Linked DNA regions of Mus musculus: regions 1 and 3 are each linked to region 2. Evidence: chromatin contacts called from public HiChIP or PLAC-seq data. All regions are on one chromosome and are shown on one strand. The core of a region is the stretch at or near the end of the contact, and the rest is flanking DNA. Distances in the headings are between cores, read along the strand shown.

Region 1 (4,389 bases), core at 38-2,537, 330 kb after region 2:
CACCAACCCTGCCTCTGTGTGTGTGTGTGTGTGTGTGTGTGTGTGTGTGTGTGCGCGCGCGCGTGCACACGCACACATGTGCATCCTATTATATCCCATCCTTGACAGATTCCAGAAGCCCTGGGCAGCATGGGATGCTATGGTCTTACTTGCACTCATGTCTTGAGATGCCTATGGCACTCTTACACACTCTTCTAGTAGTTGTTGGCAAGCTGTAAAACTTCCCTTTACTTGTAAAAAGTCTTGATTCTTGGAAGACATCTTTATTTCCAATGTTTTCCAGAAATAGATATCCTTTAGATTTTGTGAGTCGTAAGAAACTAGAGAAATTCTTCAGTAACAATTTAAACTGATGCTTTGCATACTCATATTTATGTATATACATGGATATATGTATATACATGCATGTATGTATGCACACATATATGTATATACACAAATATTTGTTTATTATATATATATATATATGGGGAGAGCGAGGACATGCCCTTATAATGACTTTTAGCCAAGTTTCTGGTGTTTTATTTATAATTGGAGAACCAGCATTTGGCACCTATTTATGAATTAATAAAACTGAAATGTCACCTGTCTTTTAAGTGAAACTTTTGACTTCTGTGGAATTTCTAACTACTCCCATTTAAGAGTTGTGTCCTTGAGGCAGTCACCAGTTTGGATTCTTAACTATAACAAGTTTAGCATTTGCCCTTTAGAGATCAATCACCAGGCTGAAGTCGTCACGTGAAACGTTTACTGTTTATCACCCGACAGCTGTTCCAAAGCCTTATCACCTGCTCTGCTCCCAGCTCGCTCTGGAAACTGAGATATTTACTCCCTGACTATGTACAAAAATGCTTGCAGTATTTTAGCAACCAAACAAATCACACAAGGAGAAAGAGCTTCCAATGGCTTGCTTGTGGTTACGGTTGCTAGGGCAACCACTTCCTTATAGAGTGTTTAACAGCAGCCATGGTTTGGTTTTGTTCCGCACCGCACCCCCCCCCCCACCGCCCCTGCCCCCCCCTCCCCCAGCCCCCAGTGCTACAGAAGCAAAGTTTGTTCAGAAGCCCAGAGGAGCAGAATATAATAAAATGAACCACAAATGAAAATGCAGAAGAGGAAAAGTTCTGGATATCAACTGATGATATATCTGGTATTCTGGAAATCAAACTGAAAGCCAGCAGAATAAAGGTGGAAGAAGGAAGCTCAAGGTCCAACTGTTCTGTGACTACACCATGCTCAGTTAAACAAAGAACCTCACCACTGGGTGCGCACAGTGATAAGGGAATTTTAATTAGATTTGGTAACCGTTGGAAAGAGGTTTGGCTCTATTGCATGGTGATAGACTAGACTGTGAGACGTTGCATGGGCCGCCGAAATGAAGACAGACTTTCTGGGGTTGTACAGTTTTATTTTAAAGGAAAGAAACAATTGTGGTGCATGCTGCTGCTAAAACTCCTTACTGAGAGAGAAAGGACTTGAGATATTGAAATAGAGGAAGTCTAATTTCAAGACACATTTTTCTCAAGGCTTATGAATTTAGAACAAGATACATACCAGGGAGAGTTGAGACTGGTTTGATCCCGTAGCTTTTAAAAAATCATTATTTCTCCATGTGTGACTGTTTGTGTTTTGTGTATATGTGCAGGGACTCGTAAGGTTTTTTTTTTTTTAAACTAATTTATTTATTTTTATGTGCGTTGGTGTCTGCCTGCTTGAATGCCTGTGTGAGGGTGTCCGATCCTCGGGAACTGCAGTTACACACAATTGTGAGCTGCCATGTGGTCTCTGGGAATTGAACCCAGGTCCTGTGGAAGAGCAGCCAGTGCTCTCAACTGCTGAGTCATCTCTCCAGCCCTTCTTAAGATATTTTTTAATTAATTTTTTAGTTAATTATTTTATTTATTTACATCCCAAATGTTGTCCCTCTCCTGGTCCCCACCCCCCAGAGTTCTTCACCCCTCCTCCTTTCCTTCCCCTCTGAGAAGGTACCCCCACCTCCAGGATCCCCCTTCTCTGGGCCATGAAGACTCTTAAGGATTAGGTGCATCATCTCCCACTGAGGCCAGACAAGACAGTCCTCCGCTACGTATGTGTCTAGGGCTTCAGACCAGTCTATGTATCCTCTTTGGTCGGTGACTTAGTCTCTGGGAGCTCCCAAGGGTCCAGGTTAGTTAACACTGTTGTTCTTCCTATGGGGTTGCCATCCCCTTCAGCTCCTTCAATCCTAACTCTCCCATAGTGGTCACTGATCTCTGTCCAATGGTTGGCTGTGTCTGCATCTGTCTCAGTCAGCTGCTGGTAGAGCCTCTCAGAGGACAACCACGCTAGGCTCCTGTCTGCAAGCACAACATAGCATCAGTAATAGTGTCAGAGTTTGGTGCCCGCTCATGGGATGGACCCGAGGTTGGGCCAGTCACTAGACAACCTTCCCTTCATTCTCTGCTCCATTTTTGTCTCTGTATTTCTTTTAGATAGGAACAATTCTGGGTCAGACATTTCAAAGGTGAGTTGGTGATCCAATCCCTCCACTGTGGCCTCTGTCTATGTACTGGAGGCGGTCTCTTCAGGTTCCATCTCCACACTGTTGGGCATTTCTGCTAAGTTAACCCCATTGAGTCCTGGGAGGCTCTCACATCCCAGGTCTCTGGGACTTTCCAGAGGTTCCCCACCACCACCCTCCACCTCTGGCAGCTGCATATTTCCATCCATTCTCCTGGCCCTCTAGGCTTCTCTCCTGCCTCCCATTATCCCTGTCCTGCCCCCTTTTCCCTTCTCCCTCCCCTCTCCCACCCAGGTCCCTCCTTCCCTGTGCCTCCCTTCTAAGTGGGATTGAACCATCCTCACTTGGGCCTTCCTTCTTGCTAAATATCTTATGGTCTGTGGGTTGCATCATAGGTATTCTGTACTAATATCCACTCATCAGTGAGTATCTATTATGCTTAACTAACTTCAGTGAAGAACATGCTGTAAAAAGGTAGGGAAGAAACCTAACTGGAAGTGGAGAAATGGACATTTTGTTTTGCCTTTGTAAACCTAGTTAGTCAGCACATGACTAAGGTCCTCAGTGAATACACCACTTTAGCTTAGAAGACTGACCTATTTGCTCAATGAACATTTTTTTGAGCATCTATATTTTCAGTATTATAGATGCACATGGATGAATAACATGGAATTTCTTCTCAAAGAAGGAAAATATACAAACAAAATGAACTCTGTTTAAGCAATGTTATGAAAAATATACAGACTTCACTGGTTTAATTGGAATTCCAGAGTTAGATTCTCAACACTTGGCCAGAGTCCTTCAGGGAGCTCAGTTTGATATTCTGGGGCCGAAGTAGTCTCTTCCCTCCTTCATTCCTTGCCCCCACCCCACCTCCTTGCTCAGGTCATATGTATCCCAGGCTGTGATACCTTGTCTGCAGGTCATAGGTATCTATATCTGACATGCCAATCCAAGTGAGATCAGAAGGGAAGCCCTGGCTCTGACTCTGACCACCAGACTCTCCTTTCCCACAGTCTACAGCAGTGGTTCTCAATCTTCCTAATGTAGTGACCCCTTAACACAGCTCCTCAGCTTGTAGTGACCCCCAACCATAGAAAATTATTTTCATCGCTATTTTGTAACTGTATTTTTCTACTGTTATGAATTGTAATTTAATATCTGAAATGCAGGATTTCTGACAGGTAACCCCTGTGAGAGGGCCATTCAACCCACAAAGGGGTTTTGATCCAAGGTTGAGAACCTCTTGTCTACAGATTTTTTTTTTTTTATGTTTTCAGTTTTCTGTTCTGTTCTCCGATCTTTCTACATCGAACTCCACTCACACTGGTTAATTCTCTGAATCAGAGTACATACACACACACACACACACACACACACACACACATACACACACACAAACACACACAGATACAAACACACAAACATACATATACACACAAACACACACACATACAAACACACAAACACACACATACACACAAACACACACACACACACACCACATAAGCCTGGTTCAGTCAACATATGATAGTTGTCTCCCAAGATTGCATTGCTAAAAGGACAGCCAGCCATCTTAGTCTGTGCAAGTGTTCTCCATAATGTTCACACAGTGAAGAAGGACCTGGTGACACAGAACACTTCTCTACCAGTAAGTGTTCATAACTGTAGTTATGAAGCTTGAGTTTTCATCCTGAAACATTTTACGGTCCAGGCTCTCTGCTTGGCTTCACAAAAATAGTGGGCTGCCTCATGACAACCTGACTTATTTATTTTTCTATTTCCAGTGTTTTGAATCCAGGCAAATATAATGTGTTACTCATGAGAGGCCCCTCAGCCAGCTCATTGGAAATAGCTGTAAATTCCCTTTCCTTCCCTGTACCAAACAC
Region 2 (4,858 bases), core at 145-2,644:
TTGTTGAAAAAAAAAACAAAACTCGTTGAATTTTTTTTTTTTAGGCCCGCTGTGCAAAATGTTAAGAAGATCCTTAAAATGCTAATAATTATCAGTCTTATGTTTCTTATATGAACCGAAAAACCACCACTCGGAACATGTATAAACACATTCAGAAAATAAAAATATGGGCTATACGTTTTCACGATCGTTGTCCTTTGGAATGAAGTACAAAGCTCAATTAGTATTTGGCAGATACAAGAGACGGAGTTTCTATTCTCGGGAGCAAAGTATACTCCAGCAATGAGACAAATCCATCAGTGTGTATAAGTCCTGACTGAAAAATGCTTTCAGTTTCTCAATCTTGATCTACTACTACCTTAGTACCTCCATTACTGTAACACAGTGGAAAGTTTTAAAACTATTGTAGACTGGGTTGAGATGGAAACTACTAAAGACACTAACGGACACAGCCACTAATTTCATTGTTTATTTTTCTCTGCCTCACGCCTGGCCTTCATATATCCTTCAGGATGATATCCTCGAGGTTTATGGAAGAAGTATCCCTTTCCATGCTGTATTCCTTTTACTCTTACCTGCCGCTCTGGTTCCTCCTCCTCCTCCCATTTTTCTAAATTTGCCTTTCCACATTAAAAAAAACACCCTGGAGAAGGGCCTCCCCTATTCCCCAGCGAGGCATGGTTTCTCGCTTCTCTGCGGCAGAGAGATCAGGCCGTCTGCACTTACTGCTTTCAGCCTCCTCGGGGACAGAGGCTAGGGACGGGGACAGGGCCGGAGCCGGGGCCGGGGCAAGGGCTGGGGCTGGATCCGAGTCCGGCGTCGGAGCCGAGTCCAGAGCCGTATCTGCGGCCGGAGCTGGGACCGGAGCCGAATCCGGGGCCCGGGTCGGGACCCTGACCTGGGCCTCCTCCTTCTCCTGGGGTAGCAGCTCCTCCTCCGCCATATTCTCCATAGTTACGGCCTCCGAGCCAGGGGACGCGGAGGGGACTCGCGGCGGAGTGGGTTAATAGACGTTAATGCACACAGGGCTGGATCCAAGGGCGGGGAAGCAATTGGGAAGGCTGTACGCGTGCCACAGACAAACGGCGGAGCTCCAGTGACCCAACCCTGTCAGCAGAAAAACTGAAAGCCAGAGGCAGCGGTTCGACCCTTCGCCGGCTTCCCCTTCCCCGAGGCGTTACGACGCCACCACAGACTGCGCAGAAGCGTGTGGCGGACAGTGTCCAATGAGGAAAAAGAGTTCCGTTTCCTCGGTACGTCCTCTGCATCACTGGCCGCCACCGAACCGAAATAAGACTACAACACCCAGGAGGCATCGCGCCTCATGGGCGGTGCTCAGTTCCGGTCCTTGGAGGAAACACACACAGAGCGCCGAGAACTCTAGAATTGCCTGGAGCGTTCGGCTCCTGGCGGGGGTCCGAGTACAGAACTACATTTCCCAGTGTGCAGCGGGCTCTGGGAAGGCGCTTTGGGTGTCCGACTGGTCCGGGGAATCGCCACTGTCGCTGTGGCTGCTGCTGCCGCGGACTCAGGTAAGTTAGGGTATTCCGGGCGCGTGGACATCTCTCTGGGCGACAGCTTTTCACTGCTGGCCTCCTGTACCCGGACGTCGGTCGGGCTCGGGACCCGCGAGCTGAGGTCTGGGCCGGGCGACTGCGGGGGCTGGTCGGAGGTCGGCCGGCTCGTGGAGTGTGTGGCCGGGTTGCTCCAGCTGGACCTGAGGCGGTGGGGGGACCGATGGCGGCTTGTGTGGGGGTGGGCCGAGGCAGTTTATGAATCCCAGAAGCACTTTTCTGTCAGCCCCCTGAGGTAGAGTCCTGACTCCGCTCTCCACAACTTTCCCCCCCACAACTTGCGACCCGGACGCTCTTCACTTTTTCAATTTTGCCTCTAGGTTAAGGATAGCAGAATAGGCGCGGTGTGGTTGTAGGAGATTGTTTTGCAGTTTTGACCTGTTTTGTTTTGTTTTTTTTTAGGCTTTTACTAACAAATGTATCACTTTGATGCATTTCAGATTCTCTAAGGAATATGGCCAGGGAATCCTCTGCGCCTCAAGTTTTATAAATATATATATCCTGGACTTGTTTATCACCGAAGTCTTATTTGTTCTCTTCACTTTATTTCTAATAAGCACACTGGAGCAGACTGGAAAAACAAAACAAAAACAACCCAAATTGATCTTTCTTTCAGGTTGCCTGCTTCGGACTGTCTTGAGCGTTTAAGGCAAGAGGGGAGGTTCTCAGGTTTTTTTCCTCTGTTGGGAAACCATAGGAGACGGTGTGTGATTGTTTGTTACTTTGAAATGCTGTCTGGAAGTTTTGCTCTCTCATTGTCCTTCCTAGTTGGAGTGTTTGAAGGTGTTTTTCCTTCCCCAGTTTAACGTAAACTTTGTCCCCACCAGTCTTTTGCAAGTTCTAAAGCCCTTAAGGGCTACGAATGTACTTATCTCAGTGGTAAAGTATTTGCTTAGCTCCTTAGCTTAAAGGTCAGAAGCCTGGCCCCACAAGACGACTGAAGGCCTTTTAACCGCTTTTGGACTAGGATTCCTATGTGGGGAGTTAACTATTTAACGATTAAAAGTGAGACAATAGCACCTATTACAACCTGTAGAAATGGTAACTAGGACCAGAGAGATTGTTCAGTGGTTTAGGTCACCTGCTTTTCTTGCGGAAGACTCTTATCAGTTCCCAGCCATCCACTTGACAGATGGAAACCATCTGTAACTCCAGGTCCCAGGGATTTGATGCCCTCACAGAGACTTGAATGCAGACAAAACACATAAAGCACATAAATACATAATATATTAAAAAAAAAGAAATGGTATTATTTTTAATTGACAGAACACCTCACCCCACCTCACCCCTCCCTCTGCCTTTGGTATTCATAACAGGCACTGTGTCTTAGCTCTAAATGACATCCTTAGTACTTGTAGTACTTGTTTTTTTTTTTTTCCCATTTATAAAAAGAGTAAATGATTAATTTGAGAGCTTGACTCAATATTTTAACCTTATTTAACACCAGCTAGAAAACAGATGACAACAATTTAATGTTAGCATGGGGATTCTGTGGCAGTTTAAATTCAGAATTTCTAAGCATGAGGGAATTTTCAGTTTAAAGGCTTAGGAGAGTATATTAAGCATCAGTTGCATTACTGCATAAGCTATCTTATATTTTTGTTTGTTTGTTTTTTCACATCAAGGTTTCTCTGTGTAGCCCTGGCTGTCTTGGAACTCACTCTGTAGACCAGGCTGGCCTTGAACTCAGAAAAACAGCCTGCCTCTGCCTCCCAAGTGCTGGGATTAAAGGCGTGCGCCACCACGCCCGGCCCTGTTAAGCAACAATAAAAATAATTTCAACAGTTTTTGTGGACCAGGAATTAAAAATGAACTTCCTGGCTGTATTAGGATTTGGGTCTTTAACGACGATATACTGAAGCTACCTGGTAGATCCACTGTTGTCAGGTAAAGACTTGACATGGGTCAGCTTCAAAGTTACTCACATGCCAGAAACTTGATTTTGGTTGCTGGACTATTTGAGTGACTGTGTTGTGGAAATGTCAGTGAAATAAACCCTCCTCAAGTTGCTTTTAATCATGGTTTTTATTATAGCAATAGAAATCCTAGCTAATATATACCATGCAGTGGCTTTGATTATACGGGTTAGTCCTGTTTATTATGGAAGATGCTATATAAGCATTATTGAACCAAAAGCTGCAATGTTTTAGGTGAACAATCTTATGGCAGGACATTTTAGAATTTTTCTACCTTTGATCCCTTTTTGCTTGAAATGATTTTATTGGACCCAGGGTTATAGAGATTTAAAATAAATACAAATCTAACATTTCTGAAAACCTTAAATTTATTTTAAAATAATTCTTTCTATTTATTTATTTATTTATTTAGAGACAGGGTTTCTCTGTGTAGCCCTGGCTGTTCTGGAACTCACTCTGTAGACCAGCTGGCCTGGAACTCAGAAATCTGCCTGCCTCTGCCTCCCAAGTGCTGGGGTCAAAGGCTGCGCCACCATGCCTGGCTAAAATAATTCTTTATATATGTAATTTTACCATTAGAGGTAAAAGCAAGTTTGTGTGCTAATGATTGTGTGTTTATTTATTTTTATATAATGAATTAAATCTTGACTGGATATTTGATGATACTGCAAGAAAATCTTCAACATTTCAGAGTTGATTGATCGATTGATAGTTTGATTTTTTAAAAGGAATTTTATTTATTTATTTACTTTATGTAAGTACACTGTAGCTGTCTTCAGACACACCAGAAGAGGGCATCTGATCTCATTACAGATGGTTGTGAGCCACCATGTTTTTGCTGGGATTTGAACTCAGGACCTCTGGAAGAGCAGTCAGTGCTCTTAACCGCTGAGCCATCTCTCCAGCCCAATAGTTTGATTTTTATAATCATCAATTCTGAGAACGTTGCTTCACATAAACAGTAATGCATACCAGTAGAAGCATGTCTAGGATCATTTCAAAATTTGTTGGATATTTTTTCTACCCTCAAACCAAAATTAAACTTTTTTAAAATATGAAACTAAAATCAGCAACTCAAACATCAATTTGCACACATTCTAAAACAATACAGTTCAAAGATATAGGAATTAAATGCTTTCATGCTAAAGAATTGCTATAGGAAAGTACTAAACTTCTTTGCTTAAAACTCTTGGTTTTCTGTAATCAAGCCATTATTAATATGTTTCTATACCAGCAGAAAAATTTTGCATGTACAGTAAAAACACTGCAGTTCATGACATACATTAATCACGAATATGAGCCAAGGTGTTTCAGCAAGTATTTTGGGGTTTTGTCGGGATAGAGGCACATGAAATGCAAAGTGGACAA
Region 3 (4,755 bases), core at 1,507-4,006, 320 kb after region 2:
AGGAGACTTTCTTTTCACTATTTCCCAAATGTTTTTCATCTTTACTTTGTCTTTTTCTTTTTAATGTTATGTCATATGTTCTATTGGTTAGCATTGAAAACATTCATTCTCAGGTTAAATATTGAATTTTACATTCCAATTAGTCATACCACCAAGGAATAATTTTTTAAAGTTAAAATGTAATTACATCATTTCCTTTCTTTTCCTCCCTCCAACCCTTCCCATGGCTGTTGCGTTAGTTTCTCCTACCTCTTCTTAAGCTCTAGGAACAGGTCATGCTACCAACCCCCTGCCCAGGGTCCCTCGGATCAATAGATGAAAAACATAGACACACATGTTGTTCAATTTCAACCTGCCCTAATGGCTCAATTGCTGGGCACTTCTCATCAGCTGTGGTTATCGTGCCCTTCCCAATACTCTTAGTTCCCCACCCTAAATCTGCCCTCAGCTTTTGTTGCTCAGTTACCTTTAGTCCCAGCTCAGCATCCTAACCTCCCACCTGGAGAAGCAGCCTAAGTCTGCTCTGTCCAAGATCTCACATAGCTGGTCACCTTTTCTTCCTCTGAAGCATTGCGAAAATTCTCTTTTTCCCTTTGCATCTCCTCCCTCTCCTGCAGGACCCAGAAGTCCCACCTCTTTCCTTCTGCCCAGTAATTGGCCCCTGGCATCTTTATTGATAGATCAAGAACCAATTGGGGAACAGGACCTTAGCATCAAACCCACCCACTACACATAGTTCCCTCACGTTGTTTATTCTCTAATTATTGTTATACACACATATGTACATAAATATATAAATACAACTTGCTCAGGCTGAACAGGGTTGACCAGTTACCATTGCATGATCAACTGCTGGTGGGGGTGGGTGTAGGGGGGCTCATCCCAGAGGCTATTTCTTCCACTGTCAGCATTTCTTAGACACCTGTAGTCTTTCTTCCTTCCATGTAAGCACTTTTATTGGTGTTGCACTTCTTTGGGTCTTCTTTAGGTGGCCATCTGCTAAGGTATCATCAATGAGGCTTCTTTGTCATTTCTAGGAAACAAAATTTCATGCCAGATTTCTTAGTCTTATGACTCTTACATTCTTTCCATTGTCCTTTCTGCATACATTCCCTGAGGCTTAGAGGTGCAGAAATTGTGTTGTAGATTTACCCATTTGGGCTGGGCTCTCCATGATCTCTAAATTTTCACCAGAAGTGGTTTTCTGTAATGGTTCTGTCTATTGCAAAAAGGCTCTCTGATGAGAAACGAAAGCTACACTTATTTGTAGGTATAAGGGTAAGGATTTAGAAAGTAGTTAGGAGGGCTGGTGAGATGACTCAGCGGCTAAGAGAACTGACTGCTCCTCCGAAGGTCCTGAGTTCAAATCCCAGCAACCACATGGTGCCTCACAACCACCTGTAATGAGATCTGAAGCCCTCTTCTGAAGACAGCTACAGTGTACTTATATATAATAAATAAATCTTTAAAAAAAAAAAAGAAAGTAGTTAGGAAGTCCATTGATATAATAGAGTGATAGTAAAAGGTTCCTTCTAAGACCCCTGACTGTAAGAGATCCATGACCTACAAGTTGGATTTCTAGTACCAGGTGTGACCTCCCTCTTACTGAGCAGAGCAATTAGTCAGCTGTTGGTTACCAGCAAGACAGGAGCGCCACTGTTGAACCCTTAGGGCTATCTTGCCATGCTGATCATTACTGTGGATCACAGATGTCACAGGTGGGTAGGACTATTTATTGCTGCTTTCCTCTCATGGGGGCTTACAGAGCACCCTTCAGTACTTTGAAAGCTAGCCTTAAAGTAGCTTTTACATCAGATGCAATGTGAATCCTTCAAGTTCTTATGTCCAAACTGAATGGTGTCTTCACTTACCTTTAACCATCCTAGGAAAATGACAATCACCTGTATTGTTTTGAGAGTCTCCTGGACTCCAGTGACCAACAACTGGAAAGGGAGTTTCTCATGCCCGTTTCTGGGATTTTTCATTGGCTAGTCTATGACTCTTGGTGGGAGTATTGTCAGCCCAAGTGTTATAGCTTCATTTAAACTACACACACACATACACACACACACACACACACACACACACACACACACACACACAAATATCACATGTAAATAATTATATATTTACATGTGTTATATGTTTTGTTATTTTTTTATGGCTTTTTCAAACATTCTTAGTGTTTTCCCCTTAACCCCTCTCCTGTATCGCAACACAAATTGTGGTTCATTTCTTCTTCTCTTCATCTGTACTGATAGCATATTCACATATTGAGTATTTAAAATTCCTCAGTGAATCCACAATAGAACTTTTTCTTACAAAAATTTTGATTTGTATTTTCACAACAGCATTCTTTTGTGTGTGGTACAAATTTATACTCCTCTTTGTTGGTGCAAATTTTGGGGGCTATTTTATTGGGATCTTATATCTACTACCCTTCCAACCCCTCAGGACTAGGTAGGAGACAAAGGAGGTTAGAGGTTGTCTTAGGGTTTTACTGCTATGAACATACACCATGATCAAAACAGCATTTAATTAAGGCTGGCTTATAGGTTCAGAGGTTCCGTCCATTATCATCAAGGCAGGAGGATGGCAGCATCCAGAAAGGCATGGTGCAGGAGGAGCTGAGAGTTTTACCTCTTTATCTGAAGGTTACTAGGAAAAGTCTGGCTCACAAGTAGTTAGGAGGAGAATCTTAAAGTCCACACCCACTGTGACATACTTCCTCCAAAAAGGACACACCCACTCCAACAAGGTCACACCTCCTAATAGTGCCACTACCCCAAGCATATACAAACCATCACAGAAGGGCAAAGGAGAACAGACCACTTTAGACTACTTCCTGCTCATTGGGGCTTTGAGTTCCTTGGGGCAAATCCAATCTTTGTTCTCAGGACATCTCCAACCAGCAATCCAGCAATCCAGCCGTCTAGCATCAGCAAATCTGCAAACTAGCAATCAACCAGAAATTCAGCAATCAACCAGCAATCAATAACCAATAAATCTACCAGCAAGCCAGGAACAACCAGCAGACCAGCAATACAGCAATACAGCAATAGCAAATGCAGCAGCAGGAACCAGCAGCAGGAGAGCAGCAGCCACCACATCCCCTCTTGGGGGTCTTGCATTTATACCCTCTCACGAGTTCCCAGAATTCCAAACATAAACTATCTGTAGCTGGCAAAAATCATACCCCTCGTAGAGCACAAGGCAATTTTCATTAGCAGCTGTGAACAATCTGAAGCCCTATATCCCACACCTGGGATAAAAATAAAACCACATTCACATAACAGTTTTTAAAGAAACCAAAATTCCCACTCCTCCTCCTTCTCCTCCTCCTCCTCCCCTTCCCCTCTTCCTCCTCCTCTCCTTCCCCTTCCCCTCCCCCTTCCCTTCCCCTCCCTCTCCCCTCCCCTCCCCTCCCTTCCCCCTCCCCCTCCCTGTCTTTTATGTACTAGAAGCTGTGTTTTAATGGCAGGGGCTGATGGATTCCACCGATCCATCTTTGAGGCTGGAGTCAGAGCAGCTGTTTCTGTAATGACCCCATCAGTCTGTTGAGGTTTGGTTTCTCTGTCTATTGTAATGCTAAGTGCTGACCCCCAAAAATCTGGAGTCTGTAAAACGACTCTAAGTGACCCTGCCCCCAAGTTATTTCTGATTGGTAAATAAAGATGCCAACAGCTAATAGTTGGGCATAAGAGACATAAGTGGGGTTTATGTTTCCCATTGCTTGGGGTTGGAGTAGGACCACGAGGAGAAAAAGAAGGTGCAGGAGGAGGAAGGAGAAGCAGCCATGGGTTAGGTGAGCCATAAAATGTGTCCCTAAGGGCTGGCTAACTGGAGTTAAGAGCATAGTAAGTAAAAATTCGGGGTTATTGATAGGAAAGTGGAATCTAATAGCACAGAGAACAGATAGCTGCCCATGTCTTGTGCTGTTTACGGCTTATTGTAAATATAAAGGTTGGGTGTGTCTTTTATCCGGGAACTAAATGGGCAAAGGCGAGGTAGAAACCCTGGGTCAGGATTACATATCTCCACAACAAAGTCTAATTTCCCACTTCCCTTTAAAATGTTCTATTGAGACCCTTCAGAACTCATGGGGGCCAAATAAAGAAAGCCTGTGTCTCACAGAAACACCTCTGCTATCACTTATCCACAGGCTAGCATTTGTCTGTTTAGTTGACTTCGCCCGTGTGCACAGCAGTGAATCTCATTGGAATCTGTCCTGGGTATCTTCTCTGCCTCGTCATGAGCAGAGTCATTTCCTTTCAGTAAATATTTGGAAACCCATTCAACGACCTCCTCAGCTGCGCTTTGGGTCTGCACTGGGATGACCAAGGAGGTTCGTGTAGGTGCTTGTGTGTGGTGAGGTTGTTCTGCCCCTCTTTTGTTTTTCTCTGAAAAGCCTTTTGGAAATAAATCTTAAATATAGGATCTGGAGAAAGGGGGTGTTGTCAGACTGTCATCTTGGTTCTAATCAGAAAAGAGGTTTGTTTCCAAGTCAGAATTAGTGGTGTGAAAAGAGTCTAAGAAATGGTCTGGGGAGGCTGGAGGAAGATTCTCTCACTGAGGTGGCTACTAGTGTATCTGTGTCACTCTTTCCCTTGCCAGTTTTACTAGGCATAATTGTATATATTTAAAAAAAAAACTGTGCATGTTTAATGTCTACAGTTATTCTGGTGAAAGAACTTTCCAACTCGATAGAAGAGAAAATAGAACCAGCCAAAATTAAACATCTCACCTCCCGTTTCC

Evidence for each region. HiChIP or PLAC-seq counts read pairs in DNA pulled down with a chosen protein or histone mark.
Region 1: a contact with region 2 is called in an H3K4me3 HiChIP or PLAC-seq map of bone marrow-derived macrophages, with 4 times the contacts expected there. The contact joins the enhancer-like site here to the promoter of Swt1 in region 2. A contact is called at or near these places in 5 of 39 promoter capture datasets (the C10 cell line, hippocampal neurons, liver and 1 more), 1 of 484 Hi-C or Micro-C datasets (nephron progenitors), 21 of 115 datasets of contacts at active chromatin or transcription factors (the 230-238 cell line, the SCID.adh cell line, acute myeloid leukemia and 14 more) and 3 of 9 other capture datasets (adipose tissue, liver and pancreatic islet).
Region 3: a contact with region 2 is called in an H3K4me3 HiChIP or PLAC-seq map of embryonic stem cells, with 25 read pairs. The contact joins the enhancer-like site here to the promoter of Swt1 in region 2. A contact is called at or near these places in 1 of 39 promoter capture datasets (liver), 1 of 484 Hi-C or Micro-C datasets (nephron progenitors), 9 of 115 datasets of contacts at active chromatin or transcription factors (bone marrow-derived macrophages, craniofacial prominence, double positive thymocytes and 5 more) and 2 of 9 other capture datasets (adipose tissue and liver).

What each region holds. Positions count from the first base shown.
Region 1 is chr1:151,092,744-151,097,132 of GRCm38.p6, reverse strand. The region is part of intron 1 of Gm36139 (a long non-coding RNA gene); the gene reads left to right. Among named protein-coding and RNA genes, the nearest start is that of Gm36077, 11 kb to the right of the region's middle. Within about 2 kb of position 1,287, at least 108 of the 459 cell types and tissues checked have an H3K27ac peak or open chromatin away from gene starts, as enhancers often do. A contact at or near this core is called in bone marrow-derived macrophages, craniofacial prominence, embryonic limb bud and 1 more, where this site is marked.
Region 2 is chr1:151,424,971-151,429,828 of GRCm38.p6, reverse strand. Swt1 (SWT1 RNA endoribonuclease homolog (S. cerevisiae)) reads left to right here and starts at 1,394. Exons shown (of 20, transcript NM_025819.4): 1 at 1,394-1,532. Trmt1l (tRNA methyltransferase 1 like) reads right to left here and starts at 1,287. Exons shown (of 15, transcript NM_026876.4): 1 at 727-1,287. The coding sequence starts at 952.
Region 3 is chr1:151,111,377-151,116,131 of GRCm38.p6, reverse strand. The region is part of intron 1 of Gm36139 (a long non-coding RNA gene); the gene reads left to right. Among named protein-coding and RNA genes, the nearest start is that of C730036E19Rik, 24 kb to the left of the region's middle. Within about 2 kb of position 2,756, at least 4 of the 459 cell types and tissues checked have an H3K27ac peak or open chromatin away from gene starts, as enhancers often do. A contact at or near this core is called in embryonic stem cells, where this site is marked.